Linked DNA regions of Mus musculus: region 2 is linked to region 1. A link is a contact called in public HiCAR-type data. All regions are on one chromosome and are shown on one strand. Each heading gives the region's core, a stretch centred on a gene start, on an enhancer-like site or on the middle of the called end of the contact. The rest is flanking DNA. Distances are from core to core; before and after follow the strand shown. Region 1 has its middle 22 kb from the start of Gm52536. Region 2 has its middle 13 kb from the start of Gm46788.

Region 1 (2,700 bases), core at 166-2,665:
TGAATTCGGGGAGGAGATTAATAGAAAATTATAAAGGTAAATGAGTTCGGTTTCAGGGTTTCAGAAAACTTTAGATATCTCATTATTTTTCTTAGCACTTAAAGAGAGGCAGAGAAAGACAAATTAAAACTGGGCATAAGCCATACTGGAGTGAGTGGGAGAACCGATAATTTCCTTACCTGAAACCGCCCCTCCCCGTATTCCCTAGACTTGACCTTCAGTTATTCAGTACCACAAAACAGCCCCCAGTGTAGCAAGTCCTCCCAGAGTCCTTTGCAGCACACTGGGGCTGTGAATCTAAGTTTTTGTTTAATTATGTGGGAATATATTTAAAAGGAGCCGACTCTATGCCTCTCTCCTTCCATTCTTCCGGATCGTATGATACCTGATGGCAGCGGGTACTTCCAGCAACAGTTTTGGACCACTTGATGGTCATGGGAAGGAAAATTATATGGAGAAATGACAGGGTGGAAGGAGGCTGGGACACTGCTGCTGTGACCCCGGGTTTCCTAGTTCCAGACTTAAAAAACTCCACCCGATGTGATTTTGAGTTACATCCTCCAAGTCAAAGGAGATGTTATTGGAGAGAATTTCTGCCTTCAGACCTGAGCTTCAGTGGCAGAGGCGGGGTTGTGGTGGGGGTGCTGAGGACGTGACCCTACCGTGAACCGAGGCTGATGCCAGAGGCCAAAAGACTGTAAGCCAGAGTCTACTCCAATTAAAATATGCGGGGGCGGGTGGGGTGGTGGTGGTGTGTGGGAGAGGCAGGGGAGGGATGGGGGAGGCGTAGGTGGGGCTGGAGACTGGTGACGGGGGTGGGGGGGTGGGGTGGGTGGGGTGGGTGGGTGGGGGAGTGGGGGTGGGGGTGGGCCAGGGGTTGGCGGTGTCTGAGGCCATGGTTCATTTGGTGAAATATTTGCCTTGCAAGCACAAGGACTAGACTTCCATCCTCAGAACCCATGTGAAAAACCAGGCATGGTGGTGCATGCTTGCAATCCCAGCACTGGGGAGGCAGAGGCAGAAGGACCCCTGGGCTTCCCTGGCTGCCTGCCTAGCTTACATGGAGAATTATAGGTCCGTGAGAGGCTACTTCTCAAGCCAAAGGGGGAAGGCATCTGAGGGATGACCCCCAAAGTTGGCACACAAACACAGAGAAGAAAAAGCCCATTTTTTTTAAAAATTTGAATATGACTTTGCCTAGAGGGAGCGACGTTTTAATTTCCTTATAGATCAGTACGATCAGGTACTTTGAAAAGTTTTTTTGTTTCTTTTTTTTTTTTTCTTTCTTCTTATAGAAAGACAGAGTAAACGTCAATGCTGCTGACCAAGGTGCGCTTCTCTCACTTGTTTATAGGATCTTGAGGGAGGGCGATGGTGTCCCTGTTGGAGAGGGGAAGCAGACGCTGCATGAACTTTGACCCCATCCTGTTGCCGGCTCAGTATCTCCACTGTGCTCCCGCTCTGTCTGTTGAGGCAGGATCTCATGTAGCCCAGGCTGACCTCCAATGTAGCCAAGGATAATTGTGAACCCCCGGTCCTCTTTTCTCTCTCTCCCAAGTGCTGGGATCACAAGGCAGTACCCTCCCCCAGTTTTATTTGATACTGGATAGAATCCAGGGTTTTACACAGGCAATGCAGGGCCCTACCCTTGAACTCCAGCATGCCCTGCCCCCATTTCCTCTTCCTATCTGTCTACCACAGCAGTAGGAAGGTCCGGGACATTTGTTTGCTCTTCAGGAAACACCTCCCATCTTGGCCGTAGAAGGCATTCTTTGCCCTCAATCCAGATTGAATTTCCTTTATCCCGAAAAACTGGTGACTCACGGAAGTGTTTCCAGAGTGAACATGGTTAGAACTTCTCCAGAACCCTTGGGGGAGAGAATCTTCTAGGCTTTCCCTTCTTGTGTTCTCCAGTAAGTCTCCACAGCATGCATGCCTCTGAGCAGCACTGACTCCTCCCGTGGGTTCCAGGGAGTCTGTGATTGCACGCACCAGGCAGCTTTCTAGTTCCTCCTTCCCACCACTCCGCAATGTTTATTCTCTGAGTCGTTAGTCATGTGCTGGGCCATGGAAATACAGCAGTGACTGAAACCTGCAGAAACTGGTTTATTCATGGCTCTGCCAGTTTGCTGATTCTTAACACGCCCTTATGGGGCAGTTGGTTACTACGACTGAATGGTATATTAGAACGATATTGGGGTTATTTAACTGGCCTCAGATTTTATGTAATTTCCACTTCTGATCTCGTAGATATAAACATGCCGGTGAAACTAACAACAGCCAGAAGAACAACTCCAGACGCAACAAAATGACAGGAGCTATGGAGGCTGAAGTAGAGGGCCCTCAAGGGATGGGGAAGATGGTTCTCAACTGGAAACTAGACTTTCTCAATAAATATGAATGGTGGCTTGGCTATGTCTCAGTTCCTATTTGTGAATGTGGAAGAAAAACTATTTGGTAAATGCAATAAGGGAAGAAATGGTATTTTAAAACAGAAGCCAGGTGGTTGTGGCCCACACCTTTAATTCCAGCACTCAGGAGGCAGAGGCTGGTGGATCTGTGTGAGTTCAAGGACAGCCTGGTCTACAGATCAAGTTCCAATATAGCCTGGGCTACACAGAGAAACCCTGTCTTGAAAAACCAAAGACAAAACAACAACCACTACCACCACCAACCAACCAACCAACCAAAACCAACCAA
Region 2 (2,700 bases), core at 103-2,602, 210 kb after region 1:
CCTGAGGACAAGTGACCGTGGTACAGATTGACCCAACTGATGCATGTGCATGCAATCCCCAAATCGTTAGGCTCAGGGGACATCATGGAAGAGTGGGCAGGAGGGTTGTGAGGACCAGAGGCCTAGGATGCCTGCAGGAAGATGATGTCATCTAATTGTGTCAGGAGAGTTGCATCCAGGAAATCTCAACAATATGGTCACCTAAGCAAGACTTGCACAATGGCAACGTCAGCCAACATGTCAGATAGATGGGGAAGGGGAAGGAGATCTTGCAAGGCTCCCATTGTAGATCGTTGTGAGCCACCATGTGGTTGCTGGGAATTGAACTCAGGACCTCTGGAAGAGCAGTCAGTGCTCTTAACCGCTGTCTCACCTCTCCAGCTCCAGGTTATATCCCTAGATGAAGAGCTACAAGTAAATGGACGCTGAGAGAGGAAGGATCAGTGTTCTCTAAGAATGAGTCCCCTCATAAATTACTTAATCCCAAGTGGCCAGCCTTAAACACTCACACGCACGCACGTGTATACACACACACACACACACTCACACACACACACACACACACACACACACACACACACACACACACACACACACGTATACATTCACAAATACACCACATACACATACACACATATACACACATGTACACATACACATGTACTCACACAGACACACACCACAAACACACATGTATACACAGGTATACACAAGGACACACACGAGCAATGCTAAATGACTCAGCAGGTTATATTTTTACACACACACACACACACACACACACACATACATATATCTGACACTAATAGTTTAAGGTGAGGTCACGAGGAGCGGAAAGAACACAGGAGGAGTTGGGGGATGAGAAGGAGGGGACAGCAATGATGTAAAGAGAGCTTGTGCATGAAATTCTCAAAATCCGTTTTAAGAGGCAAAAAGAATGAGTTGCTGTGATCATACATAATGATTTCTGTAGAATACATACAACACACAGTTGAGTTGCAATGGACAACATTAGAAAGAAGGCAGACATTTACAGAATACCGAGAAATTGAAAAGAAAACCCATTAGGAACATATGCTTCTTTCTGCTTTACCCCCTAATTTTACCAGTGCAAGGAATACACTTTATAATCTATGTGGTCAGAGACTGGGATGGGCTACTCTTTAGGCTTACGCCTATAACGGAGCCTGGCAGGCAGTAGGTCCTGGTATGGATCTGTAAGTACTGAGTCACTCCAGGAGAGTATGAACCAGATGCTGGGACCCACCCAAGTGCTGGGTGGGTGGAGTGGATCTCAGCTCTCAGCACCTCCCTAGAGCTCTTGTTTCTCCTCCTATCTTGATGCCTTGCTGAAACAGACAGACAGCGGAAGTCCTCTCTAGATAATCAAAGGCTCTGGGAGAGGCAGGATGGAGAGGAGTGTAAAGAGTTTTTGTTTCAGTTGGATAAAGCTTTAGCAATCTGTGTAAACAGCCAAGAGCCTTGTTTCTCGATAAAAGACTCTCTAATCAGTTCTAATCCAAGAGCATCGTTGGCACTGAGAGATTGTAAAGGCAAAATATTCACTTTGAAAAATGAAACCTATTCTATTCAGGGCATTGTAATTTCCCATTGTGAGGCTGTGGTACCGGCGATTAAATTCTATTGTGTGTCTGCAGCCCTCGTTAGCGGGGATGTTTGCTATTATTAACTGATATTCTAAGAACATCCGCTCGCTCTCCACGGTGAAGAGCTGCTTGGCTCCTGAGAGATAATTTGCATACGTCTTGAGTTTGCCCTTCATGGTCTTTTCTTCCTCATTCGCTGTGCTATACGTATCTGGGATCCCATCTCATAGGGGCTGCCTCGTGCGTGGCATACTCTCTGAGCATGCTCAGTTGTCTGGCCATGTCATTCACATCTGGATAACCCTGGACACTTACACATGACTCTGCTATCTGTTTCCTGCATGGCAGGAAAAATTCTTTCTAAAAAGAAGTGCCTTAGGTTGTGTTCCCAGCAGCAGAACCCAAGGGGAGGATTTGTGTCAAAACACAGGCCCTCAGGTCCGATGGGGCCTGCATGTGAAACCTGTGGGTATGGAAGTGTCCACGCCTGGAAGTTTTGAGTTTTGCTTCCAGATTTTGGAATGTTTATAGAGGTTTTAGTAGTTGAACATTCCTAACACAAAAAAATCCAGCACCTTCGGAATTTTGAAATGTTTGTCTTCTGTTGACATCTCTGTATATGTGTATTATGTGTGTGTATATATGTATGTGTGTGTATGTATGTATGTGTGTATGTATGTATGTGTATGGATGCATGTGTGTATATGTATATATGTATGTGTGTATGTATGTATATGTGTGTATGTATCTATATATATGTGTGTATGTATTTGTGTATATGTATGTATGTGTGTGCATGTATGCATGTGTATGTATGTGTGTATATGTATGTATGTGTGTGCATATATGCATGTGTATGTATGTGTGTGTGTGTATGTATATATGTATGTGTGTGTGTGTGTGTGTGTGTATGTATGAGTATGTGTATGTGTGTATGCTATACAGTCTGTCCACAGCTTTAGGGATGTTCAGGTGTGTTACAAATACTAACGTAACAGTAGGGCCAGCAAAGTCACACGCAAAAACACAGACTTGAGGCCTTCCAGTGTTAAAGTCCCTAATATCAAAGAACAAGAGTGACCTAGAAAGGCCA

What was found. HiCAR-type assays count read pairs that join an accessible place to other places.
Region 2: a HiCAR-type map of embryonic stem cells shows a contact between it and region 1, with 2.9 times the contacts expected there. The contact joins two enhancer-like sites. A contact is called at or near these places in 4 of 115 datasets of contacts at active chromatin or transcription factors (all in embryonic stem cells) and 1 of 9 other capture datasets (embryonic stem cells).

The regions. Positions count from the first base shown.
Region 1 is chr2:169,100,051-169,102,750 of GRCm38.p6, forward strand. No RefSeq gene overlaps it. Among named protein-coding and RNA genes, the nearest start is that of Gm52536, 22 kb to the left of the region's middle. Within about 2 kb of position 1,416, at least 4 of the 459 cell types and tissues checked have an H3K27ac peak or open chromatin away from gene starts, as enhancers often do. A contact at or near this core is called in embryonic stem cells, where this site is marked.
Region 2 is chr2:169,310,244-169,312,943 of GRCm38.p6, forward strand. No RefSeq gene overlaps it. Among named protein-coding and RNA genes, the nearest start is that of Gm46788, 13 kb to the left of the region's middle. Within about 2 kb of position 1,353, at least 6 of the 459 cell types and tissues checked have an H3K27ac peak or open chromatin away from gene starts, as enhancers often do. A contact at or near this core is called in embryonic stem cells, where this site is marked.